Regions from separate parts of the Sus scrofa genome. Here region 2 is linked to region 1. A link is a contact called in public Hi-C data. All regions are on one chromosome and are shown on one strand. The core of a region is the stretch at or near the end of the contact, and the rest is flanking DNA. Distances in the headings are between cores, read along the strand shown. Region 1 holds the start of IRAK3 (interleukin-1 receptor-associated kinase 3). Region 2 has its middle 24 kb from the start of HELB.

Evidence for each region. Hi-C and Micro-C count contacts between places; a contact is called where the count stands out from the background.
Region 2: a Hi-C map of retroperitoneal adipose tissue shows a contact between it and region 1, with 2.2 times the contacts expected there. A contact is called at or near these places in 1 of 5 promoter capture datasets (liver), 13 of 47 Hi-C or Micro-C datasets (alveolar macrophages, blood, brain and 6 more) and 2 of 2 datasets of targeted methods (alveolar macrophages and skeletal muscle).

The regions. Positions count from the first base shown.
Region 1 is chr5:30,521,930-30,527,380 of Sscrofa11.1, forward strand. IRAK3 (interleukin-1 receptor-associated kinase 3) reads left to right here and starts at 2,775. Exons shown (of 13, transcript XM_021091960.1): 1 at 2,775-5,169. The coding sequence starts at 4,611.
Region 2 is chr5:30,618,573-30,624,023 of Sscrofa11.1, forward strand. No RefSeq gene overlaps it. Among named protein-coding and RNA genes, the nearest start is that of HELB, 24 kb to the right of the region's middle.

The sequences.
Region 1 (5,451 bases), core at 1,525-4,024:
CTTCTGGTGTCCACAATTTGGTGAGGGGGAGGGTGGAGTTGGGGAGTATCCCATGGCAAAGGGCTGGGTCACATGGTGAAGGATTCTGAGGTTCCACAACAGCCCTCTCTTCAGCAGAAAGCAGGTATGCTGGCAGTGGGTAGGGTGCGGTGCAGGGTCTGGGGCTGGGTGGATTCTAGGGTACTCTCATGCACAGCTAGAAGTTCACACTGCTTCCACCCATCCTGGCAGAATCATTCTCTACTAACATTTACTTTCTCTCAGGGGCCCTGCTGTCTCTCTCCACAATCCAGTTTCCATGCCCGTCTCACATTCCACAGATAGCGCTGTATATATACACTTGAACTCCAGTTTTGGATGGAGGAAGCTCGTTTCCTTCCCATAGGTTTTATAGGCCCTCGACAAATTAGGGAGTATTACCAAATGTCTCTTCAGCGAATCAGTTAGAATGCATTTAGCTGCAAATGACAACACCCCTGGTTTAAAAACTGACTTAATAGGAGAACTTATGTCATATAATTACAAATCCACAGGCAGGATATTCTCTAGGCATAGAACAAATGAGTTGGCTAATGATCTTATCAAGGGTCTGTTTTTTTTCTCTCATTAGACCATCCCCAGGACTCACTTCGTTCTAATAGTCATCTCTGTGTGGTTGCAAAATGGTTCCAGAGATGGCCAAAGCTGCTGCCTGTTCTTATTCAGATCAAGAGAGAAAGAGAGGGAGAGAAATCTGAATGAGATTTGGTCTCCAGAGCCATAAATTATTATATTATAAAATCAGTATTCTTAGGATCATTGCCAATTCCAGTCACTTATTGCCAATTCCAGTTGCATGCCAGCCTGAATATGAGTACATGGACCATATAAATTTTAAATATGGAAGTCAGGGTAGACAACAGTCACATGGTAAGAGAATTCCAGGCAAGAGAGTAGCAAGGACAATTGATCTAATGTGGGATTCTGCCTGGTGTGTTCCAGGATCAGCAAGGAGTCATTGTCGCTACGCAGAATGAACAAGGAAACACCATCAGAGGGTAACAGAGTGGAGGGGGAGTGGGAAAGAGAATGCAGATCATATGAAGAGTTTGATCTTTCTTCTGAGTGATATTAGAAGCATTGTTGGTTTCTGAACAGAGAGCCATCATCAGATGTGATTTGAAAGGCTCAATCTGGCTGCAAGGTTGATTAAAGCCTGTAGGAGGCGATAGTGAAAGCTTTTAGTTAGGAGACAAGGACAGTAACCTGGACAAGACCGGTGATGGCTCAAACCAGAGTGGCAGTTGTGGAGGTGGAGAAAAGCATCATCAGATTCTAAATGTATTTTGAAGAGAGTCACCAGGATTTGCTGGTGGATTGGACATAAGCTGTGAAGAAGTGGAGGAGTCAAGGATGTCTCTTCTCTCTATAGTTTTTGCTTCAAGCAACTGGAAGGATAGAGTAGATGAGGAAGAATGTCAAAGGGCAGGTCCAGGAGGCATGATCAAGGGTTTGATCGTGGACCTGAGTCTGAAGCTCAAGAGAGAGGTCTGGGCTAAACATGGGTATATGGCAGTCCTGGGAAGATAGTTGCTATTTAAAGTCTCAAAACTGGCTTAGATCACCAAGGGAGTGGGTGTCAAAAGAGAGAACTATGAACTGAGCACTGGGGCATGCCAACACTGAGTTATGGGAGAGCGCCCAACATTATAAATCAACTATACTTGAATAAAAAATGTTTTAAAAGTGTTCAGGGAGAATTGGAGGACCCAATGAAGGGAAGCTGAAGAATAACAAATGCAGCAAGAAAAAATGTAAGAGAATGTGGAAGACAAATGAAAAAAGTGTCCAAGAAGGAAGAGGTGATCAACTGTGACAAAAAAGTACTGGTAGGTCAAATAAGATGGGGACTTACTTGACTATCTTTAGTAATGATGTGGAGATAGGTGACCCTGAAGAGAGTAGTTTCAATGGAGTGAGGGACAGATGGCTTTAGTTACAGTGGGCTTAAGAGAAGATAAAAGGAGAAAAATTAGAGACAGAATAGTCAACCCTTTACTATAAATAGGAGAAAAGAAATGGGATGATTGTGGCATCAAAGAGGAAAATGGCATCAAAATTTTTTTTGGTTTGTTTTAAGAAGGAAAAAATAACAGCATCTTTTCATGCTGATGGAATGGATCCAGAAAAGAGAACTGATGACTTTGCAGAGCATGAGAGAAGATGGGATCTAGTGCCCAAGTAAAGGGATGAGATTTGGGAACCTTGATAATTGATCCACAGAAAAGGGAGGGGGAGGATGAGAGTGTATGTTGACACAGATGATAGTAGGTAGGTTGATGTGGTAAGATTCTGCAAAAGTTTTTCCTGATGCATCAGTACTCTTAAGATCATCAGCCAAGCCTAAGCATGAGGGAGAAGTTTAAGAGATCAAGGAGAAGAAATTGGGCATAAACGACTTATCAAGGAGATCAGCAGAATAAATGAACTAACAGCACTGGTGTTACTGCCTGGCAGCATAAAGGACCCACTTGAGAAACATGGCTTTGATTTTATTTATTTATTTAATTTTCTTTTTGTCTTTTCAGGGCTGCACCCACGGCACATGGAGGTTCCCAGGCTAGGAGTCAAATTGGAGCTGTAGCCGCCGGCCTACACCACAGCCACAGCAACGTAGGATCCGAGCCACGTCTGCAACCTACACCACAGCTCACGGCAACGCCAGATCCTTAACCCACTGAGTAAGGCCAGGGATGGAACCCGCAACCTCATGGTTCCTAGCCAGATTCGTTTCTGCTGCGCCACGACGGGAACTCTTGATTTTAAATTGAGTCCAATTAAAAGATTTTTTTTCCTCCCCACTCCCTCCCAGCTATAATCAGGTGTGTGTGTAGAGCCAAAAACTGGATTTTATCAGGATGATAGATTTGCCAAGAGTTCAACAAAGTGAGGGGGAGCAAGAGAATAGAGAGCATATGCAAGGGAGGGATTAAAATAATTGAGTATAGACTTGATGGATAAAGAGAAAAGTGAAAATGTCCAGAGGGTGGGGCCAGAGAAAAGTTGGCAAGATTTTGGATTTGGAATCCTGGTGGGGGGGTAGGGGTTTGGGGGGTTAGAGTACTAGAGGGAATGCACTAGAAGGATAGGATAGATGTGATCAGAGAGCAGATTGATGAAATAGAATTCACACGTGGGGTGCAGTTATTGCCAATGACAAGTTCTAGTGGACGAGTGAGTGGCTGAAAAAGGACGGAGGACAAAACCACTGAACAAGACAAATCAAGGAACTTAAATAGTTCCTTGTATTAGAAAGATCATCATTTATCTACATGTATTTTAAGTCACCAAGGATTAAGACAGCGTTTGCACTTGAAAGAATTACAGTAAGCAGGAGCTATATGGTCTAAAAATGAGGAGGCAGAATTGAGGAGGGGGAGAGCAGTGGATGACCGCAACAGTGAAGAGTGATGAGTGATACAACCTGATGATATAAAATTGAAAAGTCAAAGGCAGTTTCAGGGAGGGAGCATGATCTGCTACTAACTGACAACAATGAAAACACAAGAATATGCAGTCTATAGAGATTTCACATAATCAGGCTTTCACATAAAATTCTTGCTTCTCTGTAAATCAGAAGATCTGGAAAAGCAGGTCTTGCTGACGGATTCACTCAGCCACAGTGATTTCCTAGCTCCTTTGCGTATTTGAGTTTGGCTCCCCTGTTCCAGCAATTCAAGTACTTAATTGCCTCTGTGTTGCTCAGCTTGTACAAAGCAGTATAAGGTAGTCCCTTTGAGGGGTATAGGGCTTCCTAAGCGTGTAGAGATGGAAAGGAATTTGAGCACTGAAAAAAGGGATATAGAAATTCTCGCCCAAACGATATTAGCTTTACCAATTTCCAAGTATACTTTGTGGAATACTTTGGGTGAGAACGACTAGGAAATTTGAGCAGGTAGGAAATGATGGTGCATCATCACTGTTGACCTCTAGGGCGCGCCATCCTCCCAAGAGTCCGAAATCTGCAAGGTGGCCAATAGGTGTGGCTATTTTTCAGCTGATAGCCATCATCCCACTTTTCATTCCTTTAGGTTGGGATTCTTTTCACCACTGAGCATCTCCTCTTTTTGTCAGTAGTATTTGCATCATGTCTGCGGTGGGATATTACAGCATAAACAGTGGAAGATTTCAAAACAATAGCCAATTTTACTTAAACTCCCTGTTTAAAGCAAGAGGAAGATCCTGTGAAGCACTTTGAGGAAGGAAAAGATGGTTGAAAAATGTTTCATCAGGAAAGCCCGGGGAGAAAAGAAGGTGGTAAAACCAAACAGCAGCATGGAGAAGGGACAGCCTCGTGAAGAAAACGTCCACAATTTTATTCCACTTTATTCTCTCTTCTGTTTTTCCGTTGTTGGTATCCAGGTCCATCTCTTCCAATAATCATTAAGACATGCACATTTATCTGTTTAACTTCGGTGAAAGTTGGGAGGGAAAGGTGCCAAACGTTTAGAGCAGTTGCCTTCAGCTGAATGAGGCTGTAAGTCATTATTTTCCTCTTTCAGTTTTTCTGGGTTTTCCAAATGTTCCTCAAGGAACAGGGTAAAACGAAATACGTTTTTTAAAAAGACGTCATGACAGGTCATCTCATATCCATCCAGGCCAGGCCGAGAGGGTGGCGGACTCTTCATCAGTTCTGCGCTTCTGGTTTTTCTCCAGCTCTCACTCTTCGCTTGGCCTCGTCTGGTCACGTCCCAAAGCCGCAGGAGCGAAAGGACTGTCGAAAACTGAAAGCCCGCGAGAAGGCAGAAGCCGCGACCGGGCGAAACCGCCGCCGAGCCGGCGTCCGCGGGGGCTCTCCCGGGAGCGACGCTGTGCGTCACGGGGGGCCCGCCCCCCGCGCGGCCGGGGCTAGGCGTGTGCGGCTGTCTTGGCCGCCGTCGTGGAAGCAGGATTTCCGCGGTTGTGTAACGGCAACGCGCGGCCGCGGAGAGGCTAGCGCTCCCCATCCCTCCCCGGCCTGGCCCCTGGTCTCCAGCGGCGCAGCCATGGCCTGGACGGCGGCGGGGAGCGGCGGGGCCCGCGGCGCGCTCTCGGCGCACACGCTGCTGTTCGACATGCCGCCCACGCTCCTGGGCGAGTTCTGCGCGGTCCTGGACAGCTGCGACGGCGCGCTCGGGTGGCGCGGTCTTGGTGAGTGCGGCCCGGACCGAGGCTGCGGGGGTTGCGGAGGGCGACGGGGAGCGGCCGGTGTGGGGGCGGGGACGGCCGGGCGGCGCCTCGCACTCTCGGGCCGACGTGCTGGCCGTGGGGCTTGGCGGGCTGGGCGCTGTCCGGGATGGCGCGGCCTCCAGGGGGCCGGGTAGTGAACCTGCCCTCGCCTCGCTCGCCCTGGGAAGGCGGCTGGTACTTCCCGAGACCTACCCCCAGAGTTCCCCCTTGTTTGTCAGAGAAATTTCGAATTTTTCTGGAAGA
Region 2 (5,451 bases), core at 824-3,323, 96 kb after region 1:
CCAGTCAGTCATATGTGGGTGAAGTGCAGCAGAGCAGCATCCAGGAATGTTAATGCTCCATTATAACTCAATTGAATATCTGAATTCAGAGGATTTAAGCCAGCATAATTATAAGTAATAAAATGTAAAGTTCTCCGGTATCTATTCTCTCCCATCCTCATACACCCCTGTTCCCTCCAGGGTTTATTTGCTCACTGCCAACCTCCCTCCCAGACAGCTCTGCCCCATCCAGTGGAATGTTCATTTGATTGCAGAGAAATGTCTTTCCATCCTCAACTTGCTCAAAGATGTTGTCACCCCTCCCGTTATCTTATCAGAACCTGGCTCTCATCAAGAATGCTGCTTTTGGAGTGTTCATCATGGCTAGTGGTTAATGAACCTAAGATCCATGAGGATGTGGGGTTCGATTCCTAGCCTCACTCAGTGAGTTAAGGATCAGGCGTTGCAGTGAGCTGTGGTGTAGGCCAGTAGCTACCACTCTGATTTGACCCCTAGCCTGGGAACCTCCGTATGCCGAAGGTGCGGCCCTGAAAAGCAAAAACAAAACAAAACAAAACAAAAACAGAAGAATGCTGCTCTGCTTCCCTTACAGTTCAATCCAGGGAAAGGTGCTCGAGAGGCTTCCATGAACCTGACACCTCCAGGACTAGGAGGAGGTCCGATCCTTCCAGCTGCATACCGCTGCTCCTACACCATTCACCTCCCAGCCCAGGGAGGCTCCGTGGCTGCATGTCCAGTGCAGTCACACAGGGACCCATGCACAGAGGTGTCCCGTGCTTGGGATTTAATGCTCTGCAGTGGTCATCCTGAAAATCTTAATGATTGATATGGGCTGAATTGTTAGCCCCACCCCACCCTGGCCCAAATTCATATTTTGAAATCCTAAGCCTCGACACCTCAGAATCTGACTGTATTTGAAAATAGGGTCCTTTAAAGACCCTTTATTTAAGATTAAATGGGGTCACTGGAGGTGGGCCATAATCCAATATGGCTGGTAAGAAAAGGAGATTCCTAATCTTGAAAGAGTCACTGTAAGAAGAGATGATGAGGACACAGACACAGAAGAAAGACCAGGCAAAGACAGACGGAGAAAATGACCATGTACAAGCCAAGGAGCGAAACCTCAAGATACACTAAAACCTGCCAATATCTTGGTCTCCAACTTCTAGCTTCCAAAAATATGGTGACATAAATGTCTGTTGTTTAGGCCATTCCTTTCTGTAATTCTTTTTATTTATTTATTTATTTATTTTGTCTTATGTCTTTTTAGGGCTACACCGGCGGCCTGTTGAGGTTCCCAAGCTAGGGGCTGGGTCAGAGCTGTAGCTGCTGGCCTATACTACAGCCACAGCAACACAAGATCTGAGCTGCATCTGTGACCTATACCACAGCTCATGGCAATGCCAGATCCTTAACCCACCGAGTGAGGCCAGGGATTGAACCCACAACCTCATGGCTCCTGGTTGGATTCGTTTCCACTGTGCCACAGTGGGAACTCCTATAATTCTTTTTTACAGCATAGGACTAACAACTAACAACAGTTTCATCTTTTTTTTTTTTTTTTTTTTTTTTAAGGGCCACAGCATATGGAAGTTCCCAGACTAGGGGTTGAATTGGAGCTGTAGCTGCTGGCCTATACCACAGCCACAGCAACACAAGATCTGAGCTGCATCTGTGACCTATACCACAGGTCAGGCCACACTGGCTCCTTAACCCACTGAGAGAGGCCAGGAATCGAACCTGCATCATCATGGATACTAGTCAGATTCGTTTCTGCTGAGCTGCGACAGGAACTCCTAATTTGTATTATTAAGTAAGGTCTGACAGAAAGGGGAGCTTGCACCAGGGGCTTGGAGCTGCCGCTCATGGGGGTTCCACCTTTCACTGCCTCCCTCCTTCCCTGGTCAGGTTCTCGGCCTCCCTCTCTCCTCTTCCCAAACTCCCAGTACCCTGGGTCCGAGCCAGCCTCCCCCACTTCTGTCCCCTCCCAGGCGGTGATTGGGTCATGCCACCTGTGCCCTGCTGTTGCCCTCTGCCCCTGGTGAGGGACGGTTTTGAGGCACAAGCAGGGTTGAAGTTGGGGAAGATCACCTTGTGACATCTTTGGGAGGAGGGCATGGAAGCACCGTCTCCTCTCCAGGCTGGCAGGGCCACACCCTTGCGCTTAAGTTCCTCAACCATCCCAATCCAGGCACCAAGGATGGGGTGGTTCCTTCATGGCTGACCTGCTCTGGCCTGGGGTGTTGGGCTGAGGGAAGGGAGGGCTGATTTCTTTGTGTCCAGCTGGGGTGCAGCATCTCAGGGAAGGCAGAACTCCGAAGCTGGGGGCGGGAGCATGCCCCAAGTCATGGGACAGAGCCACCACTGGGGCCTCTGTGACAGTCTGCTCTCATTCTGCAGGCATTCCCTGCGTCCAAGGGCCAGAGCAGGAAATAGATGGTAAATAAAACACCACGACAAGTCAAGAGAGAGCAATTGCAGATAAAAGGGTGTTTTTTTCAGAACATTTAACAATACTGTATTTGAACAAAGGTCCCCCACATTTTCATTTTGCATCAGTCCTACAAATTATAGAGCTAGCCCTGCCCAAACCTTTACAAAAAAGTCAGCACTTTTAGGGCTCATACAATCTGGTCATGTCACCCTCTCTCCTTAACAGTCAACCTGTTTCCTTGGCTGACCTCTTTACCCTCCCACCCCCAACCCCACCCCCAGCCATCATTCTGTGGCAATCCATGACTAATGTGTCAGACCCATCTAAATCTAGCTCTCTGTGTTGCTGGCCTTCCAGCCTAGTCTAGGAGCTCCTGGAGCCCAGCTTCCTGCTTTGGGTTACCCACCTGCTCTACCTCTCAAACTCTGAGCTCTGATTTAATCCACAAACTCTGGGGCAAATCAACCTGCTGTGTGACATTGCACAAGTCAGCTGCTGCGTTTGTTTGTTTTGTCTTTGTGCCTTTTCTAGGGCCACACCCGCAGCATATGGAGGTTCCCAGGCTAGGGGTCGAATCGGAGCTGTCGCTGCCGGCCTACACCAGAGACCCAGCAATGCAGGATCTGAGCCGAGTCTGCAATCTACGCCACAGCTCACTGCAATGCCGGATTCTTAGCCCACCAAGCAAGGCCAGGGGTCGAACCTGCAACCTCATGGTTCCTAGTTGGATTCATTAACCACTGAGCCATGATGGGAACTCCCAGCTGCTATATTTGAACTTCAGTTGCCTCGCCTGTCAAATAAGGAGAGTAGTATTAACTTCCTAGGTTTATTGTCAGGTTAAATAAAATAATATGCAGGGCACGCCTAGCGTGGTGCCCGAAACAGAGGCCTTCTCACAAAACGGCTAGTGTGAGCCCTTGGATCACACCTTCCTGTCCCTCCGGCTCAATCACCCACTCACTCCCATCAGACAGGCTTCCAACAGCAAGATCTGCTGACTCTCAACGTCTCCCTTTTCTGTCAGTGTCTTATCCTCACCCCCATCCCCAGGCTTTGCATCTCAAAAAAAATATATTGCAGTTCCCCTCATGGATCAGCAGAAACAAACCCGGCTAGGATCCCGGAAGACGCAGGTTTGATCCCTGGCCTCACTCAGTGGGTTAAGGATCCGGCTTTGCCGTGAGCTGCGGTGTAGATTGCAGACATGACTCGGATCCTGCGTGGCTGTGGCTATGGTGTAGGCTGGTGGCTGCAGCTCTGATTCAACCCTTAGCCTTAGCCTGGAATCCATGCAGCCCTAAAAAGCAAAACAAAAAAAACAAAACAACACCAGGAACTCCCCTCAGTATGTTTTTGTGCAGTAGTTGTGACAACTGTTTATATCCATCAGACACTGTGTGGGGGACACTATCCAACAGGATAAAGGTCTGGTCTTTGCCTGCTTTTCTATCTTGTCTACCTTCCTGTAAGAGCTCATGCCTTGCCAAATGAACCCACTGACAACTTCCAGAAGGTACCATGCTGCTCCAGCGTCTCTATCTGAAGCCTGTCTCTATCTGCAGTTCTGATCAATCTTCTCTATAAATGTTTGCTCTCAGCTACACTGAACTTCACTTTGAATCATCTTTTGTCCCCAGAGCCTAGCATGATGCCTGGCAAACAGTAGACCTTTTAGCATCTCCACAGGCAGGATTAAAGAAATCAGTGGAAAACACGGGAGAAATACTTCAGTAAAATTCCACTAGGGGGCACTTTCTCTACATTTTAGAGGAAGAAACAGTGCAGGCACTTAGGACATCAATTCTTTATGAAAAATTCAGCTTTGTGTTTAAATGTTTAAAGTCATTTGTTGTTTATTTAATAGAAACTGAAATCCTGCCATGTTGTACAAGCCTTGAAGCCCTGTGCGATGGACAGCTCTTTCTGCTTGTCCGGATAATGTCAATATTCATGGTTGTATAAAAAAACAAAATTGAACATGGCATTTCATTTTGCATATTAGGAATTCAGATCACTGAATTTACATGAAAGTTTCTTCCACACTTTTAGGTTAATATCCTTGAATAATGTGAATGTTGAGTTCGTTCATTTTAAATGTTTATCGATTATCCCAAAGGCCTGTTCTAAACGGTATTTCTTTACCACACTTATTTAATCGCAGTTGCAAAATGAATGGTCTATTCCTACTGATTGTCTTGATCTGCCTGATACCACAGAGACCTTAATTAGGAGAGCAAAAGGGGGGAGAAACCGATTTACTAGCAATTAAGAGCCACTTGAATACAGTGTACATACACTTAGCAGAGATATAATGTTTTAATATTTTGGTCACTTTCTCAAATGTAATATACTTAACTGACCTTCCAAAGCAGCCAGAGTGTCAAGATTCCGTTCTTAAGGGAAAACATTGTTCTTAGCAACTCTGAAAACATCGTAGCACAGCTTTTGATCAGACATTGAGCTTCTCCTGGCTGGCCACCCTCTAGGACACAGAGACATCAATAGATGATAAAGTCCCCTGATGAAGTGCATTGGCAGCAGATGCAACAGGTGCTCTGGGAGCACAGGGGAGGAATTCACAAAAGGACAGTGCTTGATAGAAAGGAGTATTTCTGGTCAGCTTGGGGCAGGTTCATGAAATGTTTCCATCCCGTAATAGAAGCGTCCCCCTCTAATGACTGCAGATGGATGTAGGTCGTTTCTCTAGTCTGTCAGGGAAACTGCATCTACGTGAAGTCAACGTGGTGTGTGTTTAAGTGCATTTCATAGGAGGTTTGGTATCAGGAATGGTCACACCCCTTTGGAAAACCCACAGCATTCCTCCGCTGAAGGAAGGCCTGGCTATTTCAGCTTGGCTTTTTGCCCATCCCTGAGCTGATTCTTGGAGTACCTTGGCCTAAATGGGCACCTCTCACCAGCTCTACTCTGAAGCCCAAAGCATATATTGTTCTCACATAATGGGAAGCTGTTTCCATGCCTTCTGCCTGGAATGCCCTACTGCCCACAATGGAGTG